Regions from separate parts of the Zea mays genome. Here region 2 is linked to region 1. Evidence: chromatin contacts called from public Hi-C data. All regions are on one chromosome and are shown on one strand. The core of a region is the stretch at or near the end of the contact, and the rest is flanking DNA. Distances in the headings are between cores, read along the strand shown. Region 1 has its middle 24 kb from the start of LOC118476924. Region 2 overlaps LOC109946026 (DEAD-box ATP-dependent RNA helicase 29).

What was found. A called contact is a pair of places that touch in the nucleus more often than the background predicts.
Region 2: a contact with region 1 is called in a Hi-C map of leaf, with 2.0 times the contacts expected there. The contact joins two enhancer-like sites. A contact is called at or near these places in 4 of 25 Hi-C or Micro-C datasets (ear, leaf and tassel).

The regions. Positions count from the first base shown.
Region 1 is chr4:80,641,839-80,645,438 of Zm-B73-REFERENCE-NAM-5.0, forward strand. No RefSeq gene overlaps it. Among protein-coding and RNA genes, the nearest start is that of LOC118476924, 24 kb to the left of the region's middle. Within about 2 kb of position 1,708, at least 9 of the 20 cell types and tissues checked have an H3K27ac peak or open chromatin away from gene starts, as enhancers often do. A contact at or near this core is called in leaf, where this site is marked.
Region 2 is chr4:80,788,793-80,792,392 of Zm-B73-REFERENCE-NAM-5.0, forward strand. LOC109946026 (DEAD-box ATP-dependent RNA helicase 29) reads right to left here. Exons shown (of 11, transcript XM_020552564.2): 8 at 3,558-3,600; 9 at 3,431-3,481; 10 at 2,970-3,105; 11 at 2,089-2,611. The coding sequence ends at 2,301. Among protein-coding and RNA genes, the nearest start is that of LOC109946026, 6.8 kb to the right of the region's middle. Within about 2 kb of position 1,774, at least 11 of the 20 cell types and tissues checked have an H3K27ac peak or open chromatin away from gene starts, as enhancers often do. A contact at or near this core is called in leaf, where this site is marked.

The DNA.
Region 1 (3,600 bases), core at 458-2,957:
CGAAGCATGGGCTTCAGTTGGTCTGCTGAGGCAGCCTTATCTCTTTTGTGCTTATACTGTTGATGAGCTTCGACTTCATCTATGTTATGGATAGCCTTTGAATCTGTCCAGTTCCCTTCGGCCCTTCTAGCAGCCTCTTGACTTCCATGCACAGCTATGGGACCTTGGTCTGATGGTATCTTCATGCATAGATATGCTGGTGAAGTATTGCTTCGAAGGCGTTTAATGTTCCTCGACCAATGATTGCGTTGTAAGGATATTCAATATCAACAATGTCAAAGACAACTTGCTCTGTCCTTGTATTGTGAACCTAGCCGAAGGTAATCAGCATTGTTATCTTACCAAGTGTCACTATCTGCCTTCCTCCGAAGCCACAGAGGGGATATGTTGCATCATGTATCTTATCATCCTGCTCTTGCATCTGCCTGAAAGCTTTTGCAAAGATAATATCTGCTGCACTACCTGTGTCTACAAGGACGTTGTGTACCAAAAACCCCTTGATGACACAAGATATGACCATTGCATCATTATGATGATAGTCCTTGAGATGGAGGTCCTCCTGGGAGAAGGTGATTGGTATGTGTGACCACTTGGACTTGATGAAGGGTTCTTGAACTCCAACATGTTGTACCCTTCTTTGTGTCTCCTTCTGCCTCTTGTTAGCTGCCTCAGAACTTGAACCGCCCGTGATTGGGAGCACTAGCTTCGTAGCCGAAGGTGTCATGGTTTGAGTTCCTTGCAAAGCCATTATCACTGTCGTAGAAGTGAGTTCACCGGAGGTGGGCGCCAATGTTGGTCACTTGTTCTCAAATGCTGTGAATCAAGAACAAGACAACACAATTGTTAAAGATAAAGGACCTTCGTCCTCCGAAGCATTGTTTTCCCTTGGATTCAATGGTCATCGGACGAAGGTCATGAAGGACATGCATTCATCATTTCATAAATAAATTAGAATACATAAATATAATTGATACAGATTATCAATACATTCGTATTAACATTCCTTAAAATTTATAAGAGTATTAACATAATTAATATTACATTGATACCTTCGGCTTGCTCGAAGGTGAAGACGCGAGAGAGTGATTACAATTCAGCGTGAACAGTACGTGCTACTGTTCATCTATTTATAGGCACGAGACGTAGCCCGGGTAAAATTACATTCATGACCTTCAACATTTGTTTATAAGCATAACTTAAATCATTAGGGTCTATCTGGTCTTTTCATCCTCTGCTTGATCTAAACCGAAGCTGGTGATAGCTTCGACACTTGTCATCGTTGCTTTTAAGCGAGGTCTTCGTCTTGATGACCTTCGGCGGAAAGAGGGGAATCTTTAGGACCACTTTGCCAATGGTGTCTTTGTTTTGAGGATCTTTAGCGAGAAAAAGACCCCCAACATCAACCAAACAGTTACAACAATATAATAGACACCTGAAAATCTATAGATTCCTTTAGTTAAATTTAGAATACTCTTCTATCTAGATTTTTTCAGAATTTTATCATCTATGTCACCGAGTTATGATGCTCACATAACGGTGCGGAGTTAAATCATTGTTCACATATCGGTGGTAAACCAACACCTGAATCATTGTATGCGCGAGTACAGCCAAGATGGTATATTGTCCACGTATGAGTGGCAGACTTCACTACCATGCTGCCGCATCGAGAAAATGATAGAACATTGAACGTGGATAGATTCTCAGTTCCTGGCAAGTGGATCCTGCAAGTGTGCCCTGTACTGTGTCAACCAGGGGAAGCGTGTGCGCAGGGTTCTCTCCTCCAAATCCAATCTGCCTGGCAAGTACTGCTACTCTTTGTTGGTATGAACTTTGACCGACTCGTTTTATTCAATATATTTTATAATTATAATTTATTTTCATTCTGATTTAGTTTATCATATAATTTATTTTAACTATAAACTGAATTTTTCTACGTTTTCATAAATATTTTGAATAATATGAGTTGGTCAAACAACATTCTTTGTGGGGCATAGAGAATACGTATTTGTCAAAAATCAGAACCAGTTGCTGTTGGCTTTTCTGGCTCTTGAAATACTTCGCTGCATGTCCTTATGCATTAGTTAACAGAAGTCAGGTTTGGTTTAAATCCTCTCCTAGCAAGTACTGGATGTCAGCCAATAAGAGCAAGAAGGACGCTCAAGTCGATGAAGAATCATATATACATGCACCTAGAGAGACCTTTCAGTTTGAGGAGAGTTCCTTCCTTCAGATGCTGCGACTTGAAGACGTGGACACAGAGAAGAAACTGTGCTTCATGAATCTCGTTTGCTAGTGTGTAGTGGATGGATGGAATGGAAAGCTTGTGGCTCTAGCAGTCTAGTTACTTATAGGGTATTTGGTTTGAGGATTGAGTTAGTCCATTATCTTCTCACTCCTCACTTTTTTGTTTGGTTTGTGGAATGGAATGAGTTAATCCATCACCACCTCATTCCTCATAGTTAGTTATTTAGTACTAATATATGAAATGGAGTCATTCCACTAAATTTAAAGAGGACACATGATGCATCATTTTATTTTATATAGAGTGATTCCTCAAACCAAACACCTCATTAGTATTCTGTTGGAGCCATCCAGAATTTGACAAACAAGTGCTCAAGAGATATATCTTCACCCAAGAGATCATAACAAAGCTGATGCACAGAGCAGGATGACCTGAATCAAATGAACAAAACTTCAATTCGGCTGATATCTTCTATCAGATGATGCCCTTTACTTGTCTCTCCTTTTTTTCTTGATCCCATACTTGGCCCTTATGGCCTATGTATGTGAGATGATGCTTTTGATGACATGATGAACAGTACTGCCACTGCTCCTCCCAATCAGGATTAGGGCACACATCCTTTGAATACTCCTGGACACACACGCCTTGTCTCAGATTATTCTCTAGATTAGGAACAAAAGCTTACCCAAGTGTGACAACCCCAACCTACCACCTGTCCTTTCCAGATTGCTGAGGCAGTGATGCACATAACGAGTCACATCTCATTCCATTTATCTACCCTATCTATCTTTCTGTTTTCCCTTCTTGGCATTGCAACTCTGTGCTCCTCCTGAATGCGCTCATCGTCTGGGCAGGAGACGTGGTGTGGTTGAGAGAGCACTTACCATATCCGGCACAGATCTGACTTTGTCTATAGGCGCACAAGACATGGAAAACAATAATATTTCCCTATCCGCTGAGGTGACAATTTAGTTTGGTTTTATAAAGTTATCCCGATCGATCTGCGGCATATTTTTTTCCCAAGCGATTGTTCAGTCGCCTGTCTCTTGTCACCAAACGGCGCATTGCCACTGGACGCAACACGAGGGGAGGAAAGGCTTTAGGATAACAAAAAGAAAACAGGATCGCATTAAAAAAAGAAGAAGAGCAAAATTGCATTGTCACAAACCCATGACAATGCAATGCTCAGTGGACTATCATGTTCAGCACTGACCAATCCGGGCCAATCTGAGCCACCAACTCTGTCCTTCGTGAGGAAAACAAAGTTGAAGCTTAAAAATGGAAACACAAGTGCTTACCAAATGCGGGTTGTAGCTGCAAGCGCATTTAAAAGAGCAAAAAAAAAAAACAATTATTTA
Region 2 (3,600 bases), core at 524-3,023, 150 kb after region 1:
AGTAAGGAAGGGAAAGAAACACACGCAAGAGCTAGAGTCGCAGCGAAGTCACGCACACAAGTTAAGACAAGAGCACACAAAACACAGCGCAACGAGTTCACAACTAGACAAGTGCTCAAATCTTAATCCCGATGATCTGAATGCATGCTTGCGGAGTCTAGGCGTCCTAGGATGTTCAATGGAGGCTTGGTATTGTGCTCCATGTGCCTAGGGGTCCCTTTTATAGCCCTAAGGCAGCTAGGAGCCGTTGGATCTCCATTTGGTAGGCAATTCTTGCCTTCTGTCGGTTGGTGCACCGAACAATCCGGTGCACCACCGGACATGAACAGTGTCCGGTTTCTTTCCTTTTCTGGCGAAGCCGACCATTGAGCCTTTGGTCCCCTTGGCACATTGGACACTGTCCGGTGCACACCGGATAGTCCAGTGCACACCAGATAGTCAAGTGCGGCCTAGTAACCGTTGACTCTGGCCACACGTCGCCCGTTGATCGCGCTGCCGACCGTTGGCACGAGCGCTGTTGGCTCACTGGAAGTCCGGTGCACCACCGGACAGTCCGGTGAATTTTAGCCACATCGCCCTCGGCGATTTCCCGAGAGCAGTGAGTTCGCTGCTGGACCAGCCTGAGCACCGGACATTGTCCGGTGCACCGCAGACTGGTGCAAGTCTAGCTAGACGTAGCCAAACTTATCCAATCCAATCTCACTAGTTTTGACAAGGTTCCTAGCACTTAGACGAATATATTAGTACCAAAAACAATTCACTAAGGCTAGAATCATACCTTGATTCTTGATTTGCATCTCTTTAGCACTTAGCACATATGAACCAAAATAATATGTTTGGGCATCTAATCACCAAAACATTTATAGAAATGGCCCAAGGGCACATTTTCCCTTTCAGTATCAGGCAAAGTTTGGTGATGTATGCTTGCGTGCACATCAACCATCAGCTACTAATAATTAAGGTAAGAACAAAATGGCCTGGGATGACATATAGGGTGATGACATTGTAGGTAGTAGTGTTCTATCTTCATCTACTACTTCTTGGGCAGATACATCTTAGTCTGAGTTGTCTTCATACCTTGACAGTGACACCGTCAATCAGTTTTATGATAGTTTCAACATTCTCTCCTGGTGGCAAGTCCATAAGCTAACTTACCCTATTCTATCTATCCTTACTAAAGATGTGATGATTGTACCTGCATCTACCATATCCTCAGGATCTACTTTTAGTTTGGCTGGCATGGTGATCGAGGAGCGTCGTCGACAACTTACAAGTGACATGGTGGAGGTCTTATCATGCATCAAAGACTGGGAGTTAGCAGACTCTCACATACAGCATAATCTGGAGAGGGACACCACAGTTATTGAATCTATCCTTGAAAGCATAGCCTAGAATGATTGAGTGACTGTCTGTCCTCGTATATGCACTCTTTTAGGAATAGACAATTTGTACTTGTTGTAATGGACTATTGAACTTATGAACATTAGGATTTAGAAGCTAGTTGCACTCATTTTTCCTTTGGGTTTTTACCTAGTAAGGTTTTAATGAATCAGCATTGCACATAACATCTCCAATATAATATTTATATTCTTCAACTTGGTGTTGGATCTATGTAGTTGTGTTTGAATCTGTGTAGTTGTGTCTGAATCTGTCTGAATTTATGTATTCTATAACATGTTTCTGTATTCAGACATGATCCACTATAGCCCCCGGTGCGACACGGCACGATTAGTACATTGACGTGGTTGGTCATGTTGGCTCGACCCGGCACAAGAAGGCTGACGTTTGGACATGTACAGCCCCACCCGCCTGAGGCCGTAGCCACACAACCTGCTATATAATATGTAACTTTTGCTAGGACCATCTCCATCAATATAATAAAAAACAGACCAGTTGTCTATTTGGGTAGCCACCATTTTAATATTATCCTTGTTTTGTTATTATTTTCAGTAAAACTAGCTAAACATATCACCCAAAACTATCGTCGTCGCCCCCCACTCGCACACTAGGAAAACAACAACTCGATGCCCGCTTAGTTTTTGGAGACCACACGAACACCAGTAGACATCATGTACCTCAGTACTTCTGTTAAACAAAAAAAAAAGGTTCCACAAAATTAATGCTCTGAGATTATCCAGCCGAGTATAATTAAACACCAGTCTGGTTGCAAACAGGAAGGAGACGCTATGGTCTCTCCACTGCAACAGATAAACAAAACTGCGAGAAGCAAAGGTGGTGTCTGCTGAACATCATCAACGCTCGATCAATCTTAGACCATCATTCTGCTTCGAAAACATCAATCACCTCCCGCCCTTGCCCTTACCTTTCCCTCCTCTTCCACCAGCCCCTTTGCTAAACCCTTTTCCGGTCCCTTTCCCACTACCCCTCCCCTTACCGTGCCTATCAGGCTGCTGCCTGCTCTTCTGGAACTTGTTCTGGAATTTGCCGTCCTTCGCAGATTTGTTCTTCAACCGCGTGATTTCCATTGCCTTCTGCTGCCTGCCCTTCTGCATTTGCTCGTGATTCCTTATTTCAGAGGGCACGTTGGCATTTGGTATAGATCTGCGGCCATGGCCCGTGAAATGCTTCTTGTTGCCTCTCTGGTACCCGCCTGCACAGAGGTCACAGCGTCCATCAGACAGAAATATATTATACATCTCATCATACCAAAGTCTACCCAGCTGAAACAAAGCGTGCTAAAGTAAAAGAGAAACAAGGCAGTGCACATGGCAACAACTAATTCACCAAACTGAACAAACCTTCAGAAACATTTAACAGACTTCTATTTCAGTAACCAGATAATATGTTTTCATGCCACAAGCCCACAACTATAGGGACTGGAAAATAAAATTTAAAAAAATTAAAAATAGTAAGCTTCAAAAATGTCCGGACCAAATTTCAACTTGCAAGAGTATACAAAATCACAGAAGGCAATGGTTACAACATAAAAATCAGAAAAATAGAATTACCTGAACTGGATGTGCCCTCGTCTGCAAAGTTGCCAGATTTCCCACCAATGTTGATTGATTTATGTGTCTTCTGCTGCCATCTCTTATATATCCCTGTTGCCGATGCCTTTATCTTCGCACCACCTTCCGTTTTAATCTAACAGAAAAGGTTTTTAGTTAAATTAATTGATCTTTCACTGACATGTATGCTGAACATACCACATTGGCGTACTAAATATACTAATATGTCTCGGCATTTAACATGAAGCGCTGATGTAGGAAAAGAGATCTCAATCCATCTTTAAGACATAAAAGTAGTTACCAGAAAAAATAAGAACCAGCATTAAGTGAACAATGTTACTTCCAGGCAGCCTATTACCCACTAAAAGGAAAATGGATGACACATCTTGTGCCACTCAAATTATTCAAGTCGAGAAACTTGATGCTAAACATCATTGAGCGCATAGCATGCAGGAGATTACCTTTCCTGTAGCAGTGACACGATCCCCTGCATTCAACTTGACAAATTTGTTCTGCAGTAGTAGAATAAGCATGTGAATGAGTATGCCATATATCTAACATATCAATATGTCACTACGAAAGTATTACCTTCATCCAGTGATATCGAGTTTTCTGCGCTTGCATACCAGAA